Linked DNA regions of Mus musculus: all the other regions are linked to region 2. Evidence: chromatin contacts called from public Hi-C and Micro-C data. All regions are on one chromosome and are shown on one strand. The core of a region is the stretch at or near the end of the contact, and the rest is flanking DNA. Distances in the headings are between cores, read along the strand shown. Region 1 has its middle 41 kb from the start of Gm22312. Region 2 overlaps Magi1 (membrane associated guanylate kinase, WW and PDZ domain containing 1). Region 3 has its middle 89 kb from the start of Gm22312.

Evidence for each region. A called contact is a pair of places that touch in the nucleus more often than the background predicts.
Region 1: a contact with region 2 is called in a Micro-C map of trophoblast stem cells, with 3 times the contacts expected there. The contact joins two enhancer-like sites. A contact is called at or near these places in 20 of 484 Hi-C or Micro-C datasets (brown adipocytes, cerebral cortex, cortical neurons and 8 more), 2 of 115 datasets of contacts at active chromatin or transcription factors (both in embryonic stem cells) and 1 of 9 other capture datasets (embryonic stem cells).
Region 3: a contact with region 2 is called in a Hi-C map of uterus, with 2.5 times the contacts expected there. The contact joins two enhancer-like sites. A contact is called at or near these places in 2 of 484 Hi-C or Micro-C datasets (both in uterus) and 2 of 115 datasets of contacts at active chromatin or transcription factors (both in embryonic stem cells).

The regions. Positions count from the first base shown.
Region 1 is chr6:93,548,495-93,552,889 of GRCm38.p6, reverse strand. No RefSeq gene overlaps it. Among named protein-coding and RNA genes, the nearest start is that of Gm22312, 41 kb to the right of the region's middle. Within about 2 kb of position 1,444, at least 4 of the 459 cell types and tissues checked have an H3K27ac peak or open chromatin away from gene starts, as enhancers often do. A contact at or near this core is called in trophoblast stem cells, where this site is marked.
Region 2 is chr6:93,725,006-93,729,458 of GRCm38.p6, reverse strand. The region is part of intron 12 of Magi1 (membrane associated guanylate kinase, WW and PDZ domain containing 1); the gene reads left to right. Among named protein-coding and RNA genes, the nearest start is that of Gm23035, 67 kb to the left of the region's middle. Within about 2 kb of position 1,673, at least 36 of the 459 cell types and tissues checked have an H3K27ac peak or open chromatin away from gene starts, as enhancers often do. A contact at or near this core is called in trophoblast stem cells and uterus, where this site is marked.
Region 3 is chr6:93,596,308-93,600,827 of GRCm38.p6, reverse strand. No RefSeq gene overlaps it. Among named protein-coding and RNA genes, the nearest start is that of Gm22312, 89 kb to the right of the region's middle. Within about 2 kb of position 1,252, at least 11 of the 459 cell types and tissues checked have an H3K27ac peak or open chromatin away from gene starts, as enhancers often do. A contact at or near this core is called in uterus, where this site is marked.

The DNA.
Region 1 (4,395 bases), core at 195-2,694, 180 kb after region 2:
CTGGTGGCAGTGGATAAAAAGAGGCTGTGCTCTTTAGCTGCTTGCCTTTGCACTCTACTGGCAAGTTCATCTACTCTGCTGCAACTGCTCCCGCTGCTGCAGAAATTCTCGGCTGACTTCAGAACCATCTTTTTCAGATGTGAACTGAAGACCATTAGCTTTCCCTCAGGCCTTCAAGGCATCCTACCTTTTGTACTGAGCAGCTGTTGGCTACTCGGTCTTTCCTGTGTGACAATAGCCATTGCTGGACTGCCCAGATCACTTGTATAAGCCGATCCCTTTTCTTTTTTTTTTTTTTTTTTTTTTTTTTTTTTTTTTTTTTTTTAAAGATTTATTTATTTATTATATGTAAGTACATTGTAGCTGTCTTCAGACACTCCAGAAGAGGGAGTCAGATCTCTTTACGGATGGTTGTGAGCCACCATGTGGTTGCTGGGATTTGAACTCTGGACCTTCGGAAGAGCAGTCGGGTGCTCTAACCCACTGAGCCATCTCACCAGCCCCCGATCCCTTTTCAAGATATGTTCATCCTATCAGTTCCGTTCCTCTAGTTGGTCATAACCCTTTGGGAGCTGAATAAGCCTTTCACCGGGGTCACATATTAGATATCTTGCATATTAGATATTTATAGTATGATTTAAAACAGTAGCACAATTCCAGTTACGAAGTTGCAATGAAATAATTTTATGGTGCGGGGGGTGGGGGGGGGGTTGGTCACTACAACCCGAGCATCTGTATTAACAGCATTAGGAAGGTTGAGAACCACTGCTCGAGAGAACCCTGACATTTGGATGACCACTCATCCAAGTAGGGAGAGAGAATACATTTATCAGTTTTCACATCGCTCTATGGGATTTGGGCTCCCATAGAGCTTTTTTTGCTTCAGGCTGGGCAAATGTTATGGGTGGGTTTTCCCATTCCCACTTCCTACTCAGTCTCTAACATAAATGCTGAGTTTATGTCTAAGTTTTACTCCAGAGGTAACATGGGGATTATTTACAACTTCTCTGCATAAGGTGAGTTGGATTTATATACCTAGTAGCCACTGGCACCTACTTTAAGCTCAGCCAGAGTTACGGACTGTGGGACATTTGCACATGTTGTCCGTCTTCTTTTGGCCGCAGTCTGAGAGCAGTTGACAGCTAGAGGTAGACTTTAACTATTTGGGAGGTTACTACACCTCCAGAATGATCCCGGTGTTTTGGGGCTGTCTGGCTTATTGTCTAACAATCTCTCCCATCGCTGGTCTGTAGAGCATAGTGTGTTTGTAGTCTCCTCCTCCTCATGTTCCTGCTTCATTATGATTTCATTTCAACAGCAACAGGCACAGCTCACCCATGTCTTTTTCTAAGGGACTGGCTGACGTTGTAAATGGCTTATATTGCACCCTCTTTCCTTCCTGTGCTTTGATGGCGAATTCTTTTTCCTTATCAGACAAAGCTGTGCATATGCTTATAGCAGAGAATGCAAAGATAAGCAAAAAGAAGCAAATAAAAATGCCAGCAGTCACACCAGGCTGAGATAGCCTCTGATAACAGTGTCTCCCAAGTTTGTAGTCCCTTGGGGAGCTGTTAAGAAAGACCAATGGCTGTCCTTCCACTCAGGTGGTCTGAGCTGGCCTGCCAGGGAAGTTTCTCAAGGTCTAATGTGCAAATCTAGGAGACATTCAGTCTAGACATTAGGCTATAAAATGTGTGCTTTATTCCAGAATATAGTTTTGTTACCCGATTTCATCATTTAATTGTTTATTATAAGCATCATTTCATAGAAAGACGACAGATCTAACCCATCTTCTTAATAGTTTCCCAGTGTGAGTTAATTTAATCATTCTCTTGTGGTTTGGGTAAAAGGGGATGTTCTCACCTAGGCCAGGGTGTGTGTGGGGGTGGGGTGGGGGGGGAGATAAGAACAGAAATGTCCTGGTAGGCATCAGAAAGATAACACATGCAGAGCATGCCAGGGTAAGTGTGGCTTGTGTTATGTTTTTCTTTTCCTTCTTTCCTTTCCTTTCCTTTCCTTTCCTTTCCTTTCCTTTCCTTTCCTTTCCTTTCCTTTCCTTTCCTTTCCTTTCCTTTCCTTTCCTTTCCTTCCCTTCCCTTCCCTTCCCTTCCCTTCCCTTCCCTTCCCTTCCCTTCCCTTCCCTTCCCTTCCCTTCCCTCTTCCCTTCCCCTTTCTTTCTTTCTTTCTTTCTTTCTTTCTTTCTTTCTTTCTTTCTTTCTTTCTTTCTTTCTCTCTCTCTCTCTTTCTTTCCTTCTTTCTTTCTTCCTTTCTTTATCTCTCTCTCTCTCTCTCTTTCTCTTTCTTTCTGTCTTTGTTTTTTGTTTTTGGTTATTGGAGTCCTTGGCTATAAAGCTATGGTTTTGAGTAGGTCAGCACTCGTAGTTCATTCAGTTATTTATTTTATTCACACCACTGACACACGATGAGCATCACACTGGGGACACCAGAGTTAGATTTTTTTTTCACCCTAAGGAATCTATGCTCTAAAAGAAAGCAGAGGCAGATGAGCCAACAGTCTATGTTTGTTTATAGAGCACTTCCCTCTGCCCCAGGCCCTCTTGATAACCTCAGTGAGTAGACTTCCTGGGTTAGTGGTCAGCATTACCTAAGGAGGTCAGCATCATGGGAATTATTCCCTTCCACCAGAGACTGAGATCAGGAGAGAAGGCTGCCCAGGGTTACACCACCAAGTGGTAGCAGAGCTAAGGTCACACGAGTGTTTTTAGGTGAGATATGAATGAGGTCTCTTCACACCAGATAAGACATCAACCACAACTCTGTCCAAGTCCATCTTGAAGAACCAGCGAGTTTGATGAGCTTACTTACAGAGCATGTACGAGGGCTGATTTATAGGAATATGGGTAACCCCAAAGCTGCCTCATCACCCAAAAGTTTCAACCAGAAGGCATGATAATTTCCCTACAGCTGAATAGAAGGAGTCCCCATCAGTTAACTTGCCACACACTTTTATTCTCAAATACCTCCCTAGAACACACAACCACAGGCAGCTTGAATGGAATAAATATTACTTGCAGGAAGGAGGCTCTGAGATCTCATATGAGGGTCTGATCCCTCTCATGTGAGAGTCTGATGATCCTTCCTACCCGCTCCTCCTATGAAGACACGTCGATAGGTTCAGTCTGAGGCTCTCTTGCAGAAGTCAAAGCCTCTCTGATCAGGATGGTAATGGATGCTGTGTTTGCAGCACAGAATGTCCTGTAACAGCTAGGAGTCAAGCCAAGGTACTCTGGCTCCAGTGACCAGAGCTCCCACTCTCCACTGTTATAGGAACCCACACAACCACAGACAGCAGGTTAGACTAGAACAGTCATTATGGAAATTAGTGTGGAAGCTTCTCAAAAAAAAATTAAAGATAGAGATACCATATTACCCAGCTGGACCACACCTGGGAATATATCCAAAGGAAACCATATCCTCCCCAAAAGATCCTTGCACATCTATATTTATTGCTGCATTATTCAAGGAACGCAAGGAAATGGAACCAGCTAGATGCCCATCAGCAGATGGATCGATAAAGAAAATGTGGTACATGTCCTCAGTGGAATTTTATTTAGGCATAAAGAAAATGAAATATGAAATCATGAAGTTTGCAGGATCTGGAAATGATCTTAAGCAAGGTAGCCCCTACTGAGAGAAATCTCACATATTCTCTGTCACATGCTGATCCTAGCCTTTAAAGCTGCATATGTGCATATGTGTATATAAGTGTTTTATAGGTCATGAAACTAGACTGGGCTCCATAGGAGAGAAAAAGTGAAGTGTGTGTGTGAGTGTGTGTTTGTGTATGCATGCGTGCATGCATGCCTGCATGCATAGGGGCAGCAGAGCACATGTGACATGGGAGGAGGAAAGTAGCACAGGGAGTGTTAGGGTACCGGGAGAAGAGTCAACAAAAGCAAACTTCGTTTGAAAAATGACATAGTAAAACGTAATACTTGGTATGCTAACTAAAAACAAAACAAATATTTAAGAGAGGACACCAGGTACCGGGCGGGGTTCCTGATGAAAGATATCAGGCTGAATGTGGGAAGGGAGTGGAAGGGAACCATTTCAGGAGAGGCTTTGACACAGAAACGATTTCATCACTATTATTTTTCTTGGGATGCTGGGATTTAAATCTAGGGTCTTGTAGATGCTAGGCAAGCGATCTACAACTGAGTTATATTCTAAGCCCTGCTTAGTTCTTCAAAGGGAAAGTTAATAGGGTGTGAGGAACACATACATGGTGCTTACAGAGGTACACGGTGACAGCTAGTGTAGGAAATGTTTCCTCCCTTCTCAGCATGTTCTGACATTGCACAACAGATGCAGCAGGAGTAGCTGAGAGTCTGGAAACCTTTGAGAGGGATCTGGCCCATCAACAGACAAGTCTCT
Region 2 (4,453 bases), core at 424-2,923:
GGATGCCATAACACATCCGTCCCCCAGTTATAACAACGACTGTCTGCGGGTGTGAGGGACTCCTGTCTCCTCTAGGACAGTCAATTGTGGGACCCATGTTCTGAATCCCTTTGAGACCCATTTGTGTTTGCTTGTGGCAGTTTCTCTGTCCTGCTCTTTAAAATGCAAAGAATTCAATTTCCCCGTTATCTGTTATTGTTGTTGAACTTGGGCAGAAGGTACTTAATTTCTTAGTCTCTCCTTAGTTTTCTCTTGTAACTACTCAGTAAGAGAAGTAATGGTTTGGCCTGTTCTGGCCCCTTGTCATGGCTGCCACTCGCTGGTGGGGCAAGCATAGCCTGGGCCAGCCTTAGGCAGTGTTTCTGAACTTCCATGTTGTTATCTGAAATCTGGGTAGAAGGGCACTCTCTTATGTTGTAACCAAGATGGGACTGACACTGGTTTGTCACACGCTTTGGTGCACTGGAGGTGGGAGGTTCTGCCTTAGAGCCCTTGCTTTGTCTGAGTGGATGATGCTTGCAAAGGGAGAGGGGGTAGCACTCTTGGAGATGTGCTGTCACTCTGGACTTTTGACTTAATTGTCTGCAGTTGGAGATCAGGAAGAGGGGCAAGGTGATTGGCATGTTCTTTTGGCTGCGGTGAACAGAAGAAACTCAGCAGCACCGAATAGGGGACTTCCGGGTGAAGTCTCCAGTGAGATAGCTCAGTGCCTTTGGCCTCCTTTTTAAGTCGTTCTGAAGACATTCTCAATTTGCAAAGTAAGGAACTGGCAACTTATGTTCAGTTGCTCAATTCTGTTTTACAAAAATGTGCTGGTTTGTGAAAGAGCCCTGCAGTAGGGAAGAGGCCCCCAAGAAGAGTCTAGGATAGGAGAATGTGTGGGGATGGCCAAGGCACTCTTCCTCCCATGACTGCTGCTTCCAGGGCCCCTTAATTTAAGGGGAGGCAGAGTCCCAGGCCATGGTTACATTTGTTACTCTTTTGTGTGCCGCCCCTTACTTACTATGACATTTATTGAGAAAGCCCTTTCATGTAGTTCTGCCCTCTTACAGTTGGAGGGATCACCCAGAGCTTGTCAAATCCGCAAGCAGAAGGGAAACACGGAATGAGCTGAGCACTTTCTGTGTGCTTGAGGATTTCCACAATACCCATGGATGGTGTTTTTGCCTTCGGTTTTTGGTGTGGTTGTTGTTGTTGTTTTGTGTTTGGTTGGTTTTTGTTTTGTTTTAAAAGAATAAAAGCAGTCACAGAAACTTTATGACACCCTTTAAAATTGTTTCCCAGTGCTTGCTGACATTAAGCTCTCCCATCCACATTAACTTTTAGCCTGATTTGCCAAGAAAAACAACAGGAAAGAGCTAACTTTAGACAGGCAAGGCGAGAAGCAAGGGGTCCTCGGCCTTCACCCACCGCTGTGAGCGTGACTTGTGCTTCCAGCGCACTTCCTCTTCCCTGCCACACACGTAGTGCTCCCTTCTCTTGCTTTTCCCTGGCTAGCAGATTCCATTCAGTGGCCTCACCGGTCCTGGACCTTTCCTGCATCTTAAACACACTTGACCTGTAAAAGTTTGTAATGAGACTCACCTGGGGAGGGCCTGCGTCTATTGGCTGTGTGGACTGAAGCCGACGCCTACATTCCACCTGTAAGTTCACTTAAGTGGTGACTGGCTGGACAAAGTGTCAGCTCCTCCCCCGACCCTAGAACTCTTTAGAAATTGACAGAGCCAGGAAACGCCTCCTTCCCGGCTCAGTAACTACAGTCACTTAGCTCACGTAGATACTGTTTCACCGAGAGGATTTTGAAGACATTTAATATCTCCAGGGGACACAAATGGGCTTCGCATGATACATCCTTTGCTCTTTGGAAAGCCTGACCCCTGTGTAAGTGGCTTCTTTAGGTCTGACTTGCAGACTCTTTGGGTAATGCAGTGCCATGGCGGACTGTGTCATGGAATTGTCTTGCTGTTATAAACCACAGCCTGTGCTATATGAGACTTCTTAAAGTTTGATTTGGTGTTAAGTAGTCTTATAATAAAGTCAAAAGAAATCACCATATCCTTACAAAAGGCATCAGAAACGTGCCTTCCTATTTAAAAAAAAAACAAAACAAACATTGTGACGTAAGAGAAACTAACACCCTCCTCAGGCTCTTAGGCCTTTATGGAGATGCATGGTTTGGCCTGCAGAAAGCAACTGCCCATCTTCCCATTAGCACGCATATGCCAGAGAATGGGAGCCATTTGGAACCTTGTGACTCCTGTTGTAGTGAAAGTTTGTTTCATAAGCAAAGATAAGAAGGTCTCCTATCTCAGACTGGGGAAAAAAAATCTCTGAGAACATATGAATTTCCTGGGGCTGGCAGCTTACAGTAGGTTTGAGCTCTGAGAAGCAAGCTTGTTGTCATGGGAAGTCAGGACACAAGGTGGCACAGTGGAACCTTGTTGTGTGCCTCCGGAGTAAGGCTGCTGGAGTTGAGCTGTGCCTGGCGGCTCACTAAGAAATAAATCCCGCAGCAGAGCAGGGATCAAGAGTTGTTACTTAGGCACTGTAGCCTCGATGGTACTAAAGTGCAAGGCCAGGTTGCCCCTCCCAGGTACCTTGTCAGTCTTTCCTGGAGTCCTTGAGATATAGGCTCACTCCATAAGGTCTGCACATTTACATGTTCATTGGAGATTTAGTCCTGAAGCTCAGCATAGACAGATAAGGTGGATCAGAGACAATTAAATGTATAAACAACAATAACAAATAGAGATGTGGGCAAATACAGTTATTTTAGGGAGTGTCAGCATATCTGGCAACAAGCTGGATTTGTAAATCAATTATGATAAAAGGTGTCACTTCATATCTGCTGGGAGCCTCAGTCAATCCTGAGCTCCCTGTGTAAAGAAGGTGAGAAGTTGCGCATGCATAAAGCTTTGGCCTTATTGTTGCAAGGTGCGGGGAGCAGCCAGTGAAAATGTCCAGGGAGAAGAAGTGAATGGCCCCTAGACTAGAGTATACAGACAAAGCGGGCGACTCGAGTGGAACTGAAATGGACCAAAGGCAGCTCAGATGAAGGAGGGCGTGGCAGGATTCAGGGAAGAGTGTGGGGTGCATTGACATGATGCTGGGAAACCACAATTTTATGTAGCCGAGAGACCACGTTGTCAGATCTGTGCTGCACATCTCTGGCCCCCGTGTGAATAAGAAAGGGCATGCACAGTAAAGCTAAGGGTGGAATGGTGAGACCTCTGTGGTCATTTAGGGAGATGAGACAACGGAGATGGGACTTCTCAGATAGTGGCAGATATGGTGAGAGAGATAAAGAGAGTCCCAGAAGCCACCGCTTCTTCGGGATTTGGGTGTCTTGTAAAGATAAAATTCAGAATATTCTACTAGATAGCTTTCTTCATCCCCTGCCTTACTTAAGCTGCTAAAAATAAGCAGTCGGGATAAGAATCAACCTTAGAGTCAGCAGAGCTGGAGGAAAGGGTCCTGGTGTGGATTTTACAACCCAGAAGCTCAGTACCAATTACAGTGACAGCTTCCCCTTGGAGGCCAGTGACCTTAAAATAGGGACACACTGCAGCATCCTGGTTTTGGAAAAGGAATTCTTACTGAGTTTTTCTCTCAATAATTTGGAGCTATTGTTCCTTAATCCCCTCCCTACTTCCTAGTACTCTTTTTTTTTTTTTTTTTTTTTTTGTTATCTAGACACAGTTTTAATGAGAAAAATCAAGTACAATGGACATGCACTACAGTTGATTTTCTTTTTTTTTTTTTTTAAGATAGATGTTGCCAATGGCATTTTATTTTTTTTTCTTTCCATTTTTTATTAGGTATTTAGCTCATTTACATTTCCAATGCTATACCAAAAGTCCCCCATACCCACCCACCCCCACTCCCCTACCCGCCCACTCCCCCTTTTTGGCCCTGGCGTTCCCCTGTTCTGGGGCATATAAAGTTTGTGTGTCCAATGGGCCTCTCTTTCCAGTGATGGCCGACTAGGCCATCTTTTGATACATATGCAGCTAGAGTCAAGAGCTCCGGGGTACTGGTTAGTTCATAATGTTGATCCACCTATAGGGTTGCAGATCCCTTTAGCTCCTTGGGTACTTTCTCTAGCTCCTCCATTGGGAGCCCTGTGATCCATCCATTAGCTGACTGTGGGCATCCACTTCTGTGTTTGCTAGGCCCCGGCCTAGTCTCACAAGAGACAGCTACATCTGGGTCCTTTCGATAAAATCTTGCTAGTGTATGCAATGGTGTCAGCGTTTGGATGCTGAAAGCCAAACTTTGAAAGGACTTCTGTAGAGTTTCCAGGCCACCCCAATTCTCCCCCCCCCCTGTTCAAACCCTCTCCCATCCCCCATCCCAACAGCTTCTCCATTAGGAAGAGGAGGAGTTAGCAGGGCCGGTCCTGAAACATCCGTACAAGTGGCCATTGAGGCATGAGGATGGCGTTCAGGGACAT
Region 3 (4,520 bases), core at 3-2,502, 130 kb after region 2:
TATAAACCTAAGTGCTGTTGGTCACCCCTTTCCCACCTTTGTACGACCACTACTTTGTACCCCCTCTCTAGAGGAACTTCTGTATTACTTTTTTCTGGGACGCTTTGTGGAGTTGGGATGGTATCCAGTGTCACCTGGCACCAGAATGCTGAGAGCCAGGCTGATCCCAAGCTTTCTCAGAGGTCCTGATTGAAAGGACAAAGGGAACTTAACTCTGTGTCCTTGCAGAAGAGCAGACTTGGCAAGGTCTGGTCTGGAGCTGCGGCCAAGGCCTCAGAGAACTTAAGGATTTGGTTCCTGTGAACTTGGCTTTTCCCCCTGAAGAGACTGGACTTATCAGTTCCAAGGCCACTGTGTGCTTAGGCTCTAATGCCCTTGAGATATTCTGTATTCCCTTTGTATAGTATTACTTGATTAGCTTCCTGCTGAATTCATCTCACTTCTCCCCCAAAATATGACTATAAGATTATAACTTCTCAATAATGTTGTTTGGCATAGACATAGCTTATGCAAGACCTCTTGGCTTTTTAAAATCCCCTGTATTTCTGATCTTTTAGATCTTTCTCCTCATGAATCTGTCACTGAAGAATGACCTGGTCCTGGTCAAGAACAGTACAAACAGAATCAAGATTCAGGAGGGAACTGAACATTCCATGTTAGATAGTAACTGGAGCTGGAGTGGGTAAGAAGATAGGTAACTGGGACTTAGGCTCAACAACAGCATGGCAAGTTCCATGCTGTTAAATACTTACTTCTCTGGCACAGTGGCCTCCATTCTCATTCTTCTTGTCCTTGTTAGCTATGGGACAATACCAGCTTTAAGTCTTTAACCAGCTTAGACCCCAAGGCACGCAGAGATTTCCCAGCTTTCTCTGTTCCTGCGCCCTCATCCTATCCCACTTCAGAATTCTCCATTTGAAGGTCTCATGCCATTTCTGCCCTTTCACATCATGGTAGGACAGTTGGAATCACTCTTATCCATTATCAGAAATCAGTGTTTGAAGTAAATGCTTTGGTTGGTAGCAGCATCCAGTACTAGGAATGGACCTGTAGGGTGCTTGGTACACAGAACACCCTATGAAAGAAATAGAGAAATGCATCTACTTTTAGGGGAAATGGGGTTACTAAAGGCCAGATTTCCTGTTCTCCTAACTGTAGACAGCTGTTCTTTGTCCACCCCTGAGGAGAGGAGCAGAGAACTCCTTTCTGGAGATGCTGACTGTGTTACCACCCTTCAGTGAAGTGATCCAATCCACCGACTTCCTTCCTGCACAGGCGGCTTCTGACTTAGTAATAATAACAGATGGTCCATGCTCTCAGAGGGCTGCCTTCAGTTCGAAAGAAAGACATCTTCATTGTCTTGGAGAAAGAGAGATGAAGCAAGACCCCCCCCCCCTCTCCACCCCACATATAAACAAAAGAACCTCAGTAAATGTTAAAGTGGGGAAATGGCAACAGCAGTAGTTATGCTCAGAGATGTTAGATGATATGACAAGAGGCTGTCAAAAGGAAATATAAAAGAATCCCCAAGAGATATGACTTTAGGAAATTAAACAATGTTGTAAGACCTTGGTCCTCTGCATATATAGCGTGCTGCTTAGTGTTCTTTTGGGATGGCTAACAGAGGGAGCAGGGGCTGTCTCAGACTCTTTTGCCTACTTTTGAGAACATTTTCAGTCTACTGGATTGCCTCGTCCAGCCTTGGTGTGCCAGTGTGGGTCTAATCTAATTACAACTTGATATGCCTTGTTTGATTGCTATCCCTGGGGAGGTCTGCTTTTTTTCTGAAGGGAACCAGAGGAGTCATGGATATGGGGGAGAAGGGAGGTGAAGGTAAGAGACTGGGAGGAGAGGAGGGACGGGAAGCTGTGGTTGGGATCTGATCTATGAGAGAAGAGTAAATGAAAAAGAAAAACGATGTAATAAACTAGACACCAAGACTAAAATGGAAAGTTCTACAGAAGGACACACTGAAGAGAGACTGACAGGGGAGCACAAAGAAGGACACAGGGTGGTTCCAGGACATCTGGGATACAAGCAGCAGCATCTCAGGGAATAGCAGAGAACCCGGAAACAGCAGCAAATCACACTGGGGATCGGGGACCAGAGAATGAAGGGGCAAGCACAGGGTTTAAGGGATCCGTCTGCGAACGCTGTTGTGAACTGAGCAACGTGGCCTACGCACATGGCTCAGAAAGAACGGAGACTCTGCAGATAGTGCCTAACCCCAGTAACACTGGCAAGTTAGGGAACAACACTAAGCATACCAGTAAGCTGACTGTAAATATGGAGTTAAGTACCAAGGAGAGGGAGCAAGGCTGGAGTTTGCGCCTAAAGAGCAAACTGATGAACTGGTATGCATTGAAAGCTTGCTGTCTTCAGAGTCTCATTAAATATGCAGCGTGATATTTAAAACAATGTACCCGTATTAGTGTGAGGCCATATCTACTTTTATTCTGCGTGCATGTACTCCTAAAACATTTGGTACTCAACTATAAAATTTTCCAGATTGGGGGAAAAAAATCTTAGTGGAAATCAAAGGCAGTTCAAGAATATAAATCCTACAGTCAGCTGGGTGATTCAAAAGATTTTTATTTTTTATGAAAAAATTTAAGATAAGCAACTTTTGCCTCATTCTTGGAGTAAGAAGCTTGCCTCAGGTGAGAGAGGACTCCGTGCTGCCAGACTGCAGTTGCAAGATTTAGCAAAAACAATCAGTCAGAGGGACAAACCAGGACAATCATTTACATTTGAATCTTGATGAAACAGTTATTGTTTTAGCCCAAGTATGTCCCCAACACTAAAGAGACATATACTAAAATATTTTCATTATTTACTGGATACCAATAAATGTTGCAATTGTAATGGGGCTTGGGAGGAAATGGTTAGACCTCTTTAGTTGTTGTTTTTACTAGCCCATCTGTTATTCATGATCAATAACCTGCTTACAATGCCTCTCTTTTAGGGTCATTCAAGTTTTGGTGTTAATGAGTTCCACAAGATGACCAAGCACTTCCAACTGCAAAAGAGTAAGTTCATCTACTGTCCTGGTATAGTTTTCTGTCACAGGATAATGACCAAAATAATGTTTTGGATGGAAACCTTAGGAGTAAGTTCAGCTGAATGTATGGCAAGCAAGTCCATTCCCTTCAGTGGGAAAGGGAAAGTGGAGGGACACTCGGTAGAGGCTAGTAACCCTGTCTAAGGCTGTCAGACACACAGTTGCTCTCTCCCTCCCTTTGAACTGAGCTCCAGTTGTCTTAATAGTCAGAGCTGACACCTGTCAAGCTTTCCTCTCTGTCAGCTCTTGCTGGAATGATTCTCTGGGACCGCTTTCACCTTCGGCACAGTTGAAGAATAATTTGTTCTTCTTCGTTGGCAATTGGATGGTCAGGGCTGGCATTTGCACTTTTCAAATTCTTTCCAGAATTCAATTCTTCAAAAGAAGTCATCAAGTAGCCAGCTGTGTGTCTCTGGTTTTCAATTGCTTCCAGCATGGGAAAAAAAAAATCTATCATGGAGTCTGAAAATTTGAGCTTCATAATTTGGGGTTTTCAGTCCCCAAAGCAAAGCTTTCTGAGATCTAATGTGCCCTACAGGACTGGCCTCCATAGCTCCTGCTGGGAATTGTCCTTTCTCACTTTAAAAGGCAGAACAGCATTTTCCCTATAATTCTCAGTTTTGATTATCCAAACACGTCAATATGTTTCTCTGTTCTTGGACTATTGACTTTTGGAAGCATTTTGTAGCTTTTGCAATTCAATCTCTCTCTCTCTCTCTCTCTCTCTCTCTCTCTCTCCCCAACCCTTCTTCCACTCTCCCTTCCTCCCATCATATTCTCTCCCTCTCTTTCTTTCTCTCTCTTTCTTTTCTTACTTTCTTTCTTTTGTTTTTTCTCTTTCTCTTTCTTTCTTTCTTTCTTTCTTTCTTTCTTTCTTTATTTCTTTTGTTTTTTCTTCCTTCTTTTCTCTTTCTCTCTTTCTTCCTTCCTTTCTTTCTTCCTTCCTTCCTTTCTTTCTCCCCTTCTTCCTTCCTTTCTTTCTTTCTTTCTTTCTTTCTTTCTTTCTTTCTTTCTTTCTTTCTTTCTTTCTTTCTTTCCAGTTCATCTGTTTTAGTTATTTTATCCACCTTCTCATAGTTTAATACAAATTTCAAAGAACCAAACCCAAAAGTCCTTGCCACAATTCCGAAAATAGCAAGACATTTATGGAATGAACCATATCATATAGAACCAAACCTGACTTCTGTCACCATGCCTTTCCATCTGTGTAATTGAGACTAAGACACTTAGGCTTTTCCTCCCCATTTCCTCAGCTGTCAATAAATAGCAACAACAGAACCTACTGTGTAGATTGGTTTTAAATAAGATGAGAGCCAAGTGTGCATTATAGGGCTACTGGTGCAGGCCACATAGTAAAACATAGTCATTTAGTAAGTACTTCTGCACAAAAATACCGTGATTTTTGTCAGTTCTATGACTATCATCCAAACACCTAGTGTTATCTGGAAATAGCTCTACA